3 separate regions of the Macaca mulatta genome follow, and all the other regions are linked to region 2. The links are chromatin contacts, called in public Hi-C maps. All regions are on one chromosome and are shown on one strand. The core of a region is the stretch at or near the end of the contact, and the rest is flanking DNA. Distances in the headings are between cores, read along the strand shown.

Region 1 (4,358 bases), core at 606-3,105, 140 kb after region 2:
CTTCTCACTCAGATTTCTGTAATAGGCCAATGTTCCTCCTCATCACGGACATTTTTTATTCCAGAGTGTGTCATTACCTGTGGTTTGTGAGCTTACCTCCTGCTTTGCGAAAGATCTAGAACCTCCCCATTGATATAATGCTCAGAATACCTTCTTGCTATACCATCAGCATTCCTAAGGAATAAGTAAATACAAGCTCAGTTGAGAAGAAAAATCTGCGTGGTTATTCATCAGGCAGGAAAAACAAACACAAATAAAGACAGCTGCAAAGTTAACAAGAAACTATTGTTGCCAAGGACATGCTTAATCTTTAGTGTCATAATAACCCTCTTTGAGTGACTACTGCTTTCTCACTTTCTCACTAAGAAACTTTGTTCTCTAAAATCAAAGACCCTCAGAAATTTGCTGTTTGAAATTGTGTAAGAATAAAACATCTTGCTTGGAGGATCTAAGTCACTTTAACACAGAGACACAGCTTCAATTTACAAGCCAGTTGCAAAGCTTCAGAAAAGAGGTTTTCAAAGAAATAGGACCATGGGTCCACTCCGCAGTCTAGGCCTGATGTCGACCCTTTTTCACAGACCTGATTTGCTTTGAGGCTATTAAAACCCTGTTTCATTTAAGTTCCATTCAAACTTTAAACTTTCTCAAAATTCCGTAACTTTATCTTTTCCTTCCTTTGGTAAAATGTCCCATGGTGTCTCTGGTGTGCAATCTCCCTCATTAAAAAAGGTCGATAGACCTGGTTTTGCTGACTACTGGTTCGTCCCTGGTGGTCTTAGGCTGACTGGGCTTGAACAGTCTTGCTTAGCTTCAGGGTTCCTAAGATTACAAATTTCAAAAACAGATACAACAAACATTTTTTCACTCCTAAATATAAATGCTCCTGTCCACGTTGCCAGGTAGTTATGCACATGGCTATCACGTCAATTTGGTCATAACTAGGGTTAGTTCACTTCTTGGGAAGGTTAGTTACAGGAACAAGAAAGAAAGTCAGGGTTCTGCACAGCTTTTGGCTCGATTCTTGTACTGGCTTATATTTCTTTTTCTTTGGGGTTTCAGGTAAATATTTTGTCTGCTAAACTGACGCCCCCGTTCCCAGTGCCTGAACAAACAAAACGAGACACAGCTAATTAGCTGAAGCTGACAGAAATACAGGTATCAATCTGGTTACAGGCAGGCAGTTCTGGCCACGTCAACACCGCAGAGACTGTGGGACAAGTGGACGTGCTACAACTGTCCCCCGCATCCCCCATCTGGGCCGCGGGACCAGTGCCCTCAGGTCTATGCCCCACTGCAAGAACCCGAAGCTCGACGCCCGCCCAGCCCTTCACATCCGTCCCTTGCAATAAGCGGGAGGAGTGCGGCTTCAGGGGACGGGCGACGGCTTACAGGACAGCTCGTACACAGTACCAGCTGACATCTCCTAAGTCTGAATTCCTAAGCCCCTGCCTCCACATCTAAGAGCGGACTGTGCACCTTGGTGATTGGACATCCGGTGCACCTTGAGTAGAGGCCAAGCAAACCGCAGAGCACGTCCGGAACGCCATATTTGCGCCTGACGTCTTCCTCCTGTTGCCTTTCCTCTCTGTGATTGAAGAACCAACCGGTTGGGTGTAGCAGACGGGGCGTGGCTCTTCAGGTAGAGACCAAAGTGGCTGAGAGCGGACCGAGGGCGCCATCTTGATTCCTGGCATCACCCTCAACGTGCCCTCCCTCTCGGTGATTGGACGAGCACGGCCCTTCCGGAGGCACACAGCCGACCAACCAGAGATCTGCGCGTGCTCGATCTGGTCATCTGTTTTCTGACATCTGGAGCCACTAGCGGTTATCCTGTTCATTCCTGGGCGCCTGCGACTTTCCGAAGCAAACAAGACTTGCTTGGGGAAAGTTGCCTTGCCAGTATAGTGGAGCTTGGTAGAAACTTAAAAACTGCCTAGGGCTGCCTGGGATGGGGATCTTGAGATGCTTGTGGGGAGCACATATTAGGAAAGCAGGGGGTTCAAGCTGCATAAAATGCTGCGAGAAATAGAAATGGGAGACGCAGAATGGTGGGAGAAAAAAGCTAGGAAGGTGTTTGGGAGTAAGATTTTGGAGCGCCTTGAATGCCAGACTAGGGAGTTTGGACTTTACCCTGTAAGATAGGGGACAAAAATCAACTTTAAACAAGAGTGACATAACAAGATAATGTACTTTAGAAAATAATTCTGTAACTGTAGGGGGAGTCCCAAAGTGTTTCTCAAAATGTGTTCAAGGAAGTTCAAAGTGTGTTTGAGAGCTTGTTTTTATATGCAGATTCTTACCCCTCCCCAGACCTGCAAATAAAGTTCTCTGGTTGTGCAGCCAGGAAACTGCATTAAAAATTTTTTTTTTTAGGTTAACATACATTTGGTGAGAAAATGCATAAACCATATGGATAGGGCTTTGAATTTTCACAAGCTAAACACTTCAGCCGGGCAGGGTGGCTCGTGCCTGTAATTCTAGCTACTCAGGAGGCTTAGGCAGGAGAATGGCTTGAGGCCAGGAGTATCAGATCAGCCTGGGCAAGATAGCAAGACCCCTGTCTCTAAAAAAATTAAAAACAAAAACTACACACTCCTGTAGTTAATACCAGATGAAGAAACAACATGGCCAGCAGCTCAGAAGCTCCCTTTTCCCCTTCAGCCACTGCTGCTTGCACCAAAGGTAAACATGATCATTACTTATAAGAACCGTAGTCTTGACTGTTTTGAATTTGATATAAATAAAAGCATACAGCATATATTTGATATAAATAAAAGCATACAGCATATGTCAGCTTGTTAGTGTTATTTATGAAATTCATCTGCATTGTTCCATGTAGTTGCTGTAGACTCCATTGCTATAGATTATAACAATTTATCCAGTCTCTTGTTTATGGGCCTTTGGGTAATTTCGAGTTTGGGGATATTACCAAAAAAAAAAAAAAATGCTAAAATGAACATTCTTCTTCATTCATATTGTTTGCTTTGTAAATTATAAAGCAAGACACCAAGACCTAAAGACTGATTCATTCACTACCTATTTTTTGAGCCCCTTACCAGACTAAGGTCAGAAAATAAAACAGAAAAGACGGCAAAGGTCCTGCCCTCATGGAACTTACTCTAACTGAAACAAAACGACACCTAAGTGGGCAGAAAAACAAGTCAAACAATTGCAACTGTGATAACTCTGAGGGGAAGAAGGTGAGCTAGAAAAAGAAGGGTGGGGACTTAACCTATTTTTTTTATGTGGTAGCCTGGTTAACTCTCAGAAAAATATCTAGGAAAAAATACAAGACATAAGTTGGCACTGCTACACAAGGAGTATTAACAGAAGGAAGAGCATTCCTGGCAGGAGAGACACCATGTATAATGGTCCTGGAGGAAGAGAGAGCTTGGCCCATTCAAGACCAGTGTGGCTGCAACACAAGGAGGGATGGCATAAGGTGTATCTGGGTATTAAAGCATATGATACAAGGCCAAAGTAAGAAGTTTAGATTTTATTCCAAATGTAGTGAAAAGCAATTTTAAAAGTGTTAAAAACAGGAAATAATGTGATCTGATTTATTTCTTTAAATGATCCCTCTAACTGCCAAGCAGAAAACAGATTAAAGACAGAATTTAGGAGGCTACTAGAGCAGTCTCAGGAAGATATGCTGGTATAGAGCTTAGAGGAAAGACTTGAAACACATCTGGGAACTGTCATGGCAAAGATCACCTTAATCAAGTAATAAAAGGTAACACCTCTCTCCACTGGCATGGGTAAAAATCTAAAAAATAAAATAACACCACAATATTGGGAACCCATGTGTGGTGGTGTGTTCCTGTAGTTCCAACTATTCCAGAGGCTGAGGCAGAACTGCTTGAGCCCATAAGTTCAAGGCTGCAGTAGGCTACAATCAGACCTGTGAATAGCCATTGCATTCCAGCCTGGGCAACACAGCCAGACCCCATCTCTTTTTAAAAAGCATATGTGTGTGGCCGAGCGCGGTGGCTCACGTCTGTAATCCCAGCACTTTGGGAGGCTGAAGCGGGTGAATCACAAGGTCAGGAGTTCAAGACCAGCCTGGCAAAGATGGTGAAACCCCGTCTCTACTAAAAACACAAAAATTAGCCAGGCATGGTGGCAGGCACCTGTAATCCCAGCTACTTGGGAGGATGAGGCAGAGAACTGCTTGAACTCGGGAGGCGGAGGTGGTAGTGAGCCGAGATCTCCTCACTGCACTCCTCCAGCCCGGGCAACAGAGGGAGAGTCTGTCTCCAAAAAAAAGAAAGGAAAAAATATATATATGTGTGTGTGTATAGATATATATAGAGAGAGAGAGAGAGCGAGAGAGAGAATGTATTCTGATGTGATGC
Region 2 (4,426 bases), core at 1,046-3,545:
CCTGGGGGTTTCTTTCTTCTTTTTTTTCTTTTTCTTACTCCTGGAGATTTCTGATGCAAACACTAAATCTAAGAAAAGATGAGTTCTCCTGACAGGGGTAATGACCATGAAACCCTAAGATTTCTGGAATTTTTCTTTTAATTTCTCTATGTTTGTAATTTTTTCTTCACTGGATCACCTTTGGCTTCTTCTGAGAAATAATGTAAAATACTCATGTACATTCACTAAGAAACAAATAGAGATGCATTATCTAGATTAAAAATTATTTAGAAATTAGAGTGTTAAGAGTATTAAAGTAGGCCACAAAATTGAACTAATAAAAGTACTTTAAAGCACACTTATTTAGATATTTTGACGCTCCTTGTTTTGGAGCCAGCTCTAGAACTTTACACCTCAATTTGGGATAAGAAGAGTGTTTTCCATTTGAACCAGGGCTGGGAGACCACAAATGTGGTTAGATTTCTGAGAGTTAAGAATTTGATTTTTTTTCAGGCATTAACCTGCAAAAGCCTCCATCTCCGTACCTGGTGCATAGAGTAATGCTTACCTTATAAAATAGCTATGAAGATTAATAATGTTATATATAAGCTTTGTAACAGGCAAATAGTAAATACTAAATAAATGGCACTTATCATCATTGTTAATCACAAAAGACTGTCAAATTCAGGTATTCTTAATCTGGGGTCTGCAGATCCTTGGCCCATGGGTAAAACTGCGGGGATGGAGATCCCTAAAATTGGATGGGGAAAAAAAATTACATCTGCACTTTCATTAACCTCTAAGCAAAATTTACCATTTCCTTCCATTATGAATAAAGGCAACATAATAGTATTAGAAGGACCTGTCGCTTTGCACCAACAGAAGTCACACATACTTTCACATTAAATTTCTGATGTTACAGACATCACAAAATATCTCTTACGTTTATCAGCTTTTTGAAATTATAGTATTAGACGTAATCTTGCTAAATGTTATTAGTGTATTAATACATGTTATTAATGTATTTTTAAAATTTCAATATAACTTGGTTTCCTTTGTAATCCTATGTAATTTATGAACTTAAAACTTAATTTCTCATTATTCTGAGAAGGGGTTCAGCAGCTTCACAGGATTGCCATGGCACACACAGAAAAGTTAAGAATCCCTAAATTTTAGTCTATCTCTTTGCTTCCAGAAAGCCAACCAAGTTTGACAACTGAACACCTGCCTGAGCCAATTCCCAGTCTCGGGTTTATTTTTCTGTGCGTGACTTGATAGGAAGATATTACAGTCTGGTACATGACTCCATCAGTTAACCTATTTGCTGAGCTCACCTTCAGCTTATACCTGGCATCTTTCCTGAATTCTGTGTTGAGCCTTCTGAGGCACACACAATGAGCTGACAAGCTGATTTTGTGGTATGTTCTGTTCACACACACCTGGCCCCCACTAGATGCCAGGCCCATGATGAAGCTGGGCAGTGATTCTCAAGCCTGATCCCAGACCAGCAGGCAGGATCAGCGTCACCAAGGAGCTTATGAGAATTGCAGATTTTCAGCTCACACCCTAGACTTCCTGAACAGAAATTCTGGGGTCTATCAGTGTTTTCTCAAGCCCTCCAGACACACACGCTGGAGTCTGAAATCCACCGTGCTAGGGAATAAGAGGTCCGTCCAATCCTGGAAGGAGAGGCTCCCATCTCCAACCATGGTTGAGACTAACAACGCTCCTGCAACTGGGGTTGGAATTTCAATGCAGGTAGGGCTGAGGGGTGGCCAATGAGTTGAAAGCCGGAGCAAGAGGACTTGTTTTGTTCCTGCACCCCGATTTTACTTACATTACCCGGGGCCTCGAGAGTGACTGATAGAGATTAGCCCTGAGCGTCGGCCCCTCGGCGCCGCCACTGCACGGCGAGAGAAGGGGAGTCAAGAGGGACGCTTGAGTCCCTTGACTGTCCTCCCCTACGAGCTCGCTGTGAAGACAGCCCCAGACCTGCGAACTCTGGGCAGCTCTGCGGCCGCTTGAACACTTCCCGCGTCTTCCGCCCGGCGCTAGAGGGCGCACTCCGTGACTGGAATTGCGGTCTCGGCAGCCCCCAGCCTCTGGCTTTCCCGGCTCCGCTGCCTCCGGAAAACTACAAGTCCCAGGATGCCCTGCGCGGGAGGGTCACGTGGGAGGGGCGGCCGGCGCGGCTAAATAGTCTCCATCGGCCATTTTGTGGGAGAAGCCGCAGCGCCGCCTCTTCTCTCGCGTCCTCGCATCCGTCGCCGCCGCCTCTTCCTCCGCCTCCTCCTTCGCCTCTTCCTGCCTCCTCCCGGCTTCCGCCGCCGCCACTCCAGCCTAATCCCAACCCCAGGGCGAAGCGTTTCCTTATTTATTTCCGTTTTCTCGCCACTACAGCCTCCTGACACGGTGATCCGGGCGGGCCCCGCAGGAATTTTATCCCCTCACCGGCCTCACACTAGTATCGCATGTCCACTATCCAGAACCTCCAATCTTTCGGTAAGATCCCGTCGCCGCCGCCTCCCTCCCTTGCCCCGCGCGCCTCTGGGCCCGCTGCCCGCCTGGATCACCGCCCCTAGGGGCCCCCTTTCTGCCCTCCCCGCACCCCTAGTGGGGCTTTGTCTCGGCGCCCAGAAAATGGCGACGGGGCCCCTGGCGACCCCCTCCCCGAGGACAGCGCCGGACTGCGAGCCCTCCTCTCGGAGCCCCGGCCGCGGGCCATGCGCCACCCCCTGCCCCGTCCTTGACCCGGCTCTCTCCTCCACTTCTGCCCCTCGAAACCTTGGCGACCCTATTTCGTGGACTCCTAGATCGGCCCTGCTACTTGCAAAGGGGATGCCGGGCCAGGGGAATTACGAATCGGCGCCCGTTCTCTGGCAGCCCCTGGGGGCACCTAGGGAAAGATGCGGATGCAGGCCTCTGATCTGTCACTGGCCAGTGGTTCAGTCTTCTCTGCTTGCGTAGCAATTTGTAAAATTACGCCTCTTGATATATATCTAATCTACTTTTTTTTTGGCAAGGCACAGTTACGGTTAAATGATTAGGGTGGGCATATTCGAATGTTTATGTTTTCCTCAGAATGTAATCGAGATGACGCACATTTTTATAGTGGCTACAATATTAAGGTTTTCTAAGTCTCCTTTTTCTCGTTAGAGGACCATATTCAACGATAACATCTATAACAACGTTTTTCTACAATGGACATAGCTATCCAAATGTTTCTCTTTTTGTGAGAGTACCTTGGGGGTTTTATTAATACTCCACCCCCATCTCCATTCCTACCGGCAGAAACAGCAAAGATACTAGAACCTTCACTGATGACTGTCAGGATTGGTAGTATAATGTATTTGTGGAAAGTACTTCCTAAAAAATATTTTTCTACTTTGGATTTTTTTTTGTATCCGTTTGCAGACCCCTTTGCTGATGCAACTAAGGGTGACGACTTACTCCCGGCAGGGACTGAGGATTACATTCATATAAGAATCCAGCAACGGAACGGCAGAAAGACACTGACTACTGTTCAGGGCATTGCAGATGATTATGACAAAAAGAAACTTGTGAAAGCTTTCAAAAAGGTAAAGGGATTAGGAAGAAAGGATTAGAGTTACTGGTGCACACCTCTGAACTGGATTATAATTCACACCTTTATATCAGCGTGGATGAAAATGACTAGACCAAGAAAGCTGTTCTCATGTTTGTAATTAACATGTAAATATTTAGTTATTCTCCCGGTGTGGTCTCTCATTTTAAAAGAAGATTCACGTGGCTTTCAAATAAACTTAAATGTGAAATATTTAGTTCTTGATGTTACACATAAAATCATTTCCTGGTTTACAAATTAAATTGGAAGGATTGTGGATTATAGAAGACAAAATCTGTTTCTCTAAATATGATCTAGCTCACTGAAATGGTTAATTCTGTTCTTATGGTGAAATAAAACCTCATATTAGTTGACTAAATTTTGTTGTATATTTATGCACTTTTCCAGAAATTTGCCTGTAATGGTACTGTGATTGAACATCCTGAATACGGAGAGGTTATTCAGCTTCAAGGTGACCAAAGAAAAAACATTTGCCAGTTTCTCTTGGAGGTGAGTGAGTGGGTGCTTTATGTGTAACCTTGAGATTGCTTTTAACATCGTATTTAAAGGCAACATGATTTGTTTTCTACTAAGTAAAAATCATACGAATGAAGGAAATTAGGTGAAATAAAGACATGGTACTTATTTGGAAAGTAAAGACCTCTGTCAGGTTTATTTTGTCATTAGAGTATTCTGATCATTTCTGTATATACAAACACGATATTTCTTGGTATGTAAAGTATTCAAATATGTGTTGAATTGTTGGCTATCAGCAGTGCATGCCACAGACAACAGTGTTGCAATAAGCTGTTGATAGTGATTCTTTTTAATTACTCTCCCATGTTTTCTTAATGAATTTATGTA
Region 3 (4,459 bases), core at 1,732-4,231, 210 kb after region 2:
TTCTAATTCTGGATGCTTTTTTGTTTTTTGCCTTATTGTAGTGGCAGTGGGTGGGGATGGTGTGTTTTTAGGGAGAGCTCATCTCTCTGGCATTGATCAGGAGAGAGACATTCAGCTTCAGAGACTTTAATTTTGCTGTTATGTGAACTGACTCACAGTTGCAAAGTCTAAAGTTTCCCGTATCTTTTGGTTCACTTTGCTCTTTAGCTTCCTCTAAGCAGCACTGCCTATAGATTGTTTCTGTCGAAGCTGTTCTGGAAAAGAATGGGCCTCTTGTAGCATGGTCCCAATTTTCTCCTCAGACTGCTCATGATTCCTGTCATGGTTCCAACCTGGGGGTTTTAGGCACTTTGTCTTGCCTACCAAAACTCTCATCTCTTCTCCCTGCACCATAATACCAAATGGAGGAGTTACATGTCCAATCTTGTTCCTTCTAGTTAGTTCAAGTTAGAACTAATTGGAATAACTGTCTGATACTCTTTAGAGTTTGTGGTGTATAAATGTGTACATGTATGTACACCCATATATGTGTGTCCATTTCTCTAGATTCACGGTAGATACTCTTTTTGATTTAGAGAAGGGGCAGTATGCAAATATATGTTCTAATGCTATTATTCTTGGAAATCTAATTCATCTATTTAAAACAATTGCTCTTCATAAATGTTACAATAAAAGTATTATGAAAAGGACCGTTTCTGTGGTAGGTAAAAAATGTGTTTAGCCAGCTCCCGAAATGGTCCCCAGTGATTCTCATTCTGGCATTCACACCCTTGTGTATCTCATCCAACACTGAATCATGATTGGCCTGTGATGATAGTATACTGAGGAAATGACAGCAGGTGACTTCCAAAGCTAGGACATAAATGATATTGCCACTTCTGCCTTGACCTCTTGGGCTGCTCACCTGAGGTGGAAGTGGAAGTCTGATGCTGTGTTGTGAGGATACTCAGCCATATACAGATACCTGGTGTGGGAAGGGAGGTTTTTTTTTTTTTTTGAGATAAAGTCTCGCTCTATCCCCTGAGCTGGAGTGCAGTGGCGGGATCTTGGCTCATTACAACCTCTGCCTCTGAGGTTCAAGCGATTCTCCTGCCTCAGGCTCCCAAGTAGGAGGGATTACAGGTGTGTGCCACCACGCCCAGCTAATTTTTGTATTTTTAGAAGAGACGGGGTTTCGCCATGTTGGCCAGGGTGGCCTCAAACTCCTGACCTCAGGTGATCTGCCTGCCTTGGCCTCCCAAAGTGCTGGGATTACAGGTCTGAGCCACTGTACCCAGCACAAGAAGGGAAGTTTCACACTAATAGCCAGCACCTATGTGCCAACCATGTGAGTGAGTTACTTTTGAGGCAAATCCCCAGCCTCAGTCCAACTTTCAAGTGACTGCAGTCCCAGGTAACACCTGACTAGACCCTCATGAGAGATCCCAAGCCAGTACCATCCAGCCAAGCCACTCCCGAATTCCTCATCCACAGAACCCATTTTTTTTTTTTTTTCTCTTTTTAGGACTGACTGACCTATGTTCATTGATTCATAGAAACTTTAAGAGATAGTGTGTTTTGTTTTCAGCCATAAGGCTTTAGGGTGATTTGTTATGCAGCAGTAGATACCTAGTATACTCTCCATAATAGGACTTCATAAGTCAGTCTAATTCTTAAGAAAGGAATAACAAATCCAAGAAGTGGGACCCCTGTAATAAAGCAATATATCTAGATACCCAGGATCATTTTTTATCTTTTAGTGGTGGGAGACCAATTCCCCTTTATAGCATGGAAATGCCTGGTGAGGAGGAGCCTGGTATCTGGAACTGTGTTCAGGAGAAGTATCAGTGTGATCGAGGTAAAACAAAGTCTGTCCATCTTGGCACCACTTTGATACTGGAGAAAGGCTCCTGTCCAGAAGGAAGGGCACAGTAGAGAGGTACTTGCCAATGAGCTGGGGAGGGCTGCCACTGACTGGCTGGCTTCAGGAAGTGTTTATCACTGACTGGCTCATGTTCAGAAGCTTGGAGTGACGCTGTGTGTATTGGTTGATTTTCAGAGTTACGTGTACTGATCTAAAATTATGTAAATTAATGGCAAGTACTTGTTAGTGACTTGGGACTTTGGTCAAAAAACAGTCTTTTCCTTCCCTGAATATGAAAAATAAGTTCTTTTAATTAGCAGACTCCCCTCTTCACTGTTTTTTCTTCCTGCAGTCCAACTTACAGAACAGACCATAAAGGACTGTCCAGATCATTATTTGTGGAAGTATGAGATATATATATTTCAGCCGGTGTTAACATTTAAGTTATTTAAGTGCCAGTTAGCAGAAAAATAGCTCTCACTACAAGTTTTTGTAATTTATTGGAAAAAGCTAAATGTAAGACATTTAGGGTGTCCTGCCAAAGTCAACACTGGACAAGATCATTTAATATAGGACATGTCCTGTATATACAGGATGCCTGGCAACCGTCGCCAGGGTGTTTTGGTTGTTAAATGAATCTGTCCTAAAAGGTTCCATGCACATCTAGGTCCTTGGAAGGCAGAGGGCTAAAAGGGCAAGTGGAAACCATGGTTTCCCTGAGGACTGCCCAGCTGAGGACCCAAGCAAGATCCTAGGCTTGGGCCTCTTAGAGATGACAAAGCAGGCGCCATTCTCACCTCACCTGCACGGCCCAGGCTTCAGGTGAGCCACGGGGTGAAGGCGGCCAACAGCTGCCAGTGAACTGGGGCCCCACTTGTGCCTACAGGGTGAGGTATGGGGAGAGCCAGGCTGCATCAGTCGGTGACACTCCCAAGGCAATGCCGACGGCTGCCGGAGAAGCCCGGGCTGAGAGCCCCATACTGCCGGTCCGCCACGGGCCTCTCAGCCCAGCCGGTCGCCGCGACCTCTCCTCTTCCGCAGGGCGGGGCCAGCCGTGAGAGGCGGGGCGGGTCTGGCCGCGGGGCGACCGAGATGGCGGCCTCCGGGGGCCTAGAGGGGCCCTGGGCGCGCACTCGCCCTTCCGGCTCGGCGTTTAGTTAGTGAACAGCCCCTCGGTGTTCGGCAGAGCGTGGGTTTCAGCGAGTTCTACGTGCCAGGTCCGCCCGGTGCCGGCTTCCTCGCTGCCCCTGGCGGCTCGTCACCTCCCACTTCCCCTGAACTTGGTCCCAATGGCGGCCCGCCCCTCCTTCACCCGGACCGTGGGCATCTGGGCCTCGCCGAAGCCGCCAAGGTGGTTACTCTGGCTTCTACAGCCCGGGTCCAGCCCTTTGCCACCGAGGCCTGATACTCTTTTCTACCCTAAAGAACTTGTCCTGACAGCCTCTCGCTCCCGGTACTGACGTTTCTGATGTTTGGGGTCGCCTGCTTTCTTGGGTGGAGTGTTAAGATCCCGGTTGGGTGGGGTCTCCGGTCAGCATCACCCACTGGGACGCTGAGTATTTTACCCTTAATTCACATTTAGCCACTCCAGTCCCTCTTCTCCTGAGGTTCTTTCTTTCGGGTCAGCGTCATCTTGCCTGTAATCATTCTGTAAAGACTCTACGTTTGTAGAGACCCAATACAATAGGGACAGGGCTCTTGGGTCCCTCGGTCTGCCCGTGGGAATGGGCTCAAAAAAAGCTCTTCGGACTGAGCAGGCAGGTGGAAGATTGTCCTGAAGACCAGGCAGAACAGCTCGTAAGGTTGGGGCTATCAGCGTGAGAACAATTAGAGGGAGTCCTAGTAGAATCTCCCTGCATCCAGTGCTGGAAATGTGGAAACTAGGATGGCCATAGGTTGCTGTAGGTGGTGGAGGACAGGGTCCTTAGCACTCATGGCTGTTTTTCTCTTAGCTCCTGAGGATCTTGCTTGTCCAAACCCAGAAGACAGTGCATGAAGCCGGGGGACATCCGCCATGCTCCAAGCAACTTGGCCTCAGGTGAGCTGAGCTTAAGTCTTTTTTTTTTAAACTCACTTTAGCTATCACATAATCAGGAAAGGATCAGGAAGGCCTAACTTGGCCAAGCTGTGTTTTCCCCTTTGTATCTATCTCTAGGGCTATGGCAGATGTAAATATGTACTGGGAAAATAAAAGTTTTGTGTATAGAGAGTGGATGTATAGATTTAAATGAAAGACAGGGGACCTATGCCAATGAATTCTTTCTGAATTTGGAAATTCAGATCATGTTCTAGAAATGAAAGTTACCTGCTGAAATTAGACTTTTTTTTTTTTTTTTTTTTTTGAGACGGAGTCTCGCCCTGCCGCCAGGCCGGAGTGCTGCTATGATCTCGGCTGACTGCAGCCTCTGCCTCCCGGGTTCAAGTGATTCTCATACCTCAGCCTCCTGAGTAGCTGGGATTACAGGTGTGCGCTGCCATGTGCAGCTAATTTTTGTCTTTTTAGTAGAGACGGGGTTTACACCACGTTGGCCAGGCTGGTCTCGAACTCCTGAGTTCAGGTGATCCGCCCACTTCGGCTTCCCAAAGTGCTGGGATTATAGGTAAAAACCACCACTC

Evidence for each region. Hi-C and Micro-C count contacts between places; a contact is called where the count stands out from the background.
Region 1: a contact with region 2 is called in a Hi-C map of CD4 T cells, with 3 times the contacts expected there. The contact joins the promoter of LOC100423098 here to the promoter of EIF1B in region 2. A contact is called at or near these places in 4 of 14 Hi-C or Micro-C datasets (CD4 T cells, blood, fetal cortex germinal zone and 1 more).
Region 3: a contact with region 2 is called in a Hi-C map of cortical neurons, with 4 times the contacts expected there. The contact joins the promoter of ZNF621 here to the promoter of EIF1B in region 2. A contact is called at or near these places in 3 of 14 Hi-C or Micro-C datasets (blood, cortical neurons and fetal cortex germinal zone).

Annotation. Positions count from the first base shown.
Region 1 is chr2:103,792,874-103,797,231 of T2T-MMU8v2.0, forward strand. LOC100423098 reads right to left here and starts at 1,856. Exons shown (of 3, transcript XM_002802811.4): 1 at 1,480-1,856; 2 at 97-174. The coding sequence starts at 1,841.
Region 2 is chr2:103,654,414-103,658,839 of T2T-MMU8v2.0, forward strand. It overlaps EIF1B (eukaryotic translation initiation factor 1B), which reads left to right and starts at 2,296. Exons shown (of 4, transcript NM_001257885.1): 1 at 2,296-2,481; 2 at 3,394-3,557; 3 at 3,971-4,072. The coding sequence starts at 2,451. LOC144339125 (a long non-coding RNA gene) reads right to left here and starts at 2,260. Exons shown (of 3, transcript XR_013413808.1): 1 at 1,817-2,260.
Region 3 is chr2:103,865,828-103,870,286 of T2T-MMU8v2.0, forward strand. It overlaps ZNF621 (zinc finger protein 621), which reads left to right and starts at 2,982. Exons shown (of 5, transcript XM_077992217.1): 1 at 2,982-3,060; 2 at 3,796-3,881. The coding sequence starts at 3,858.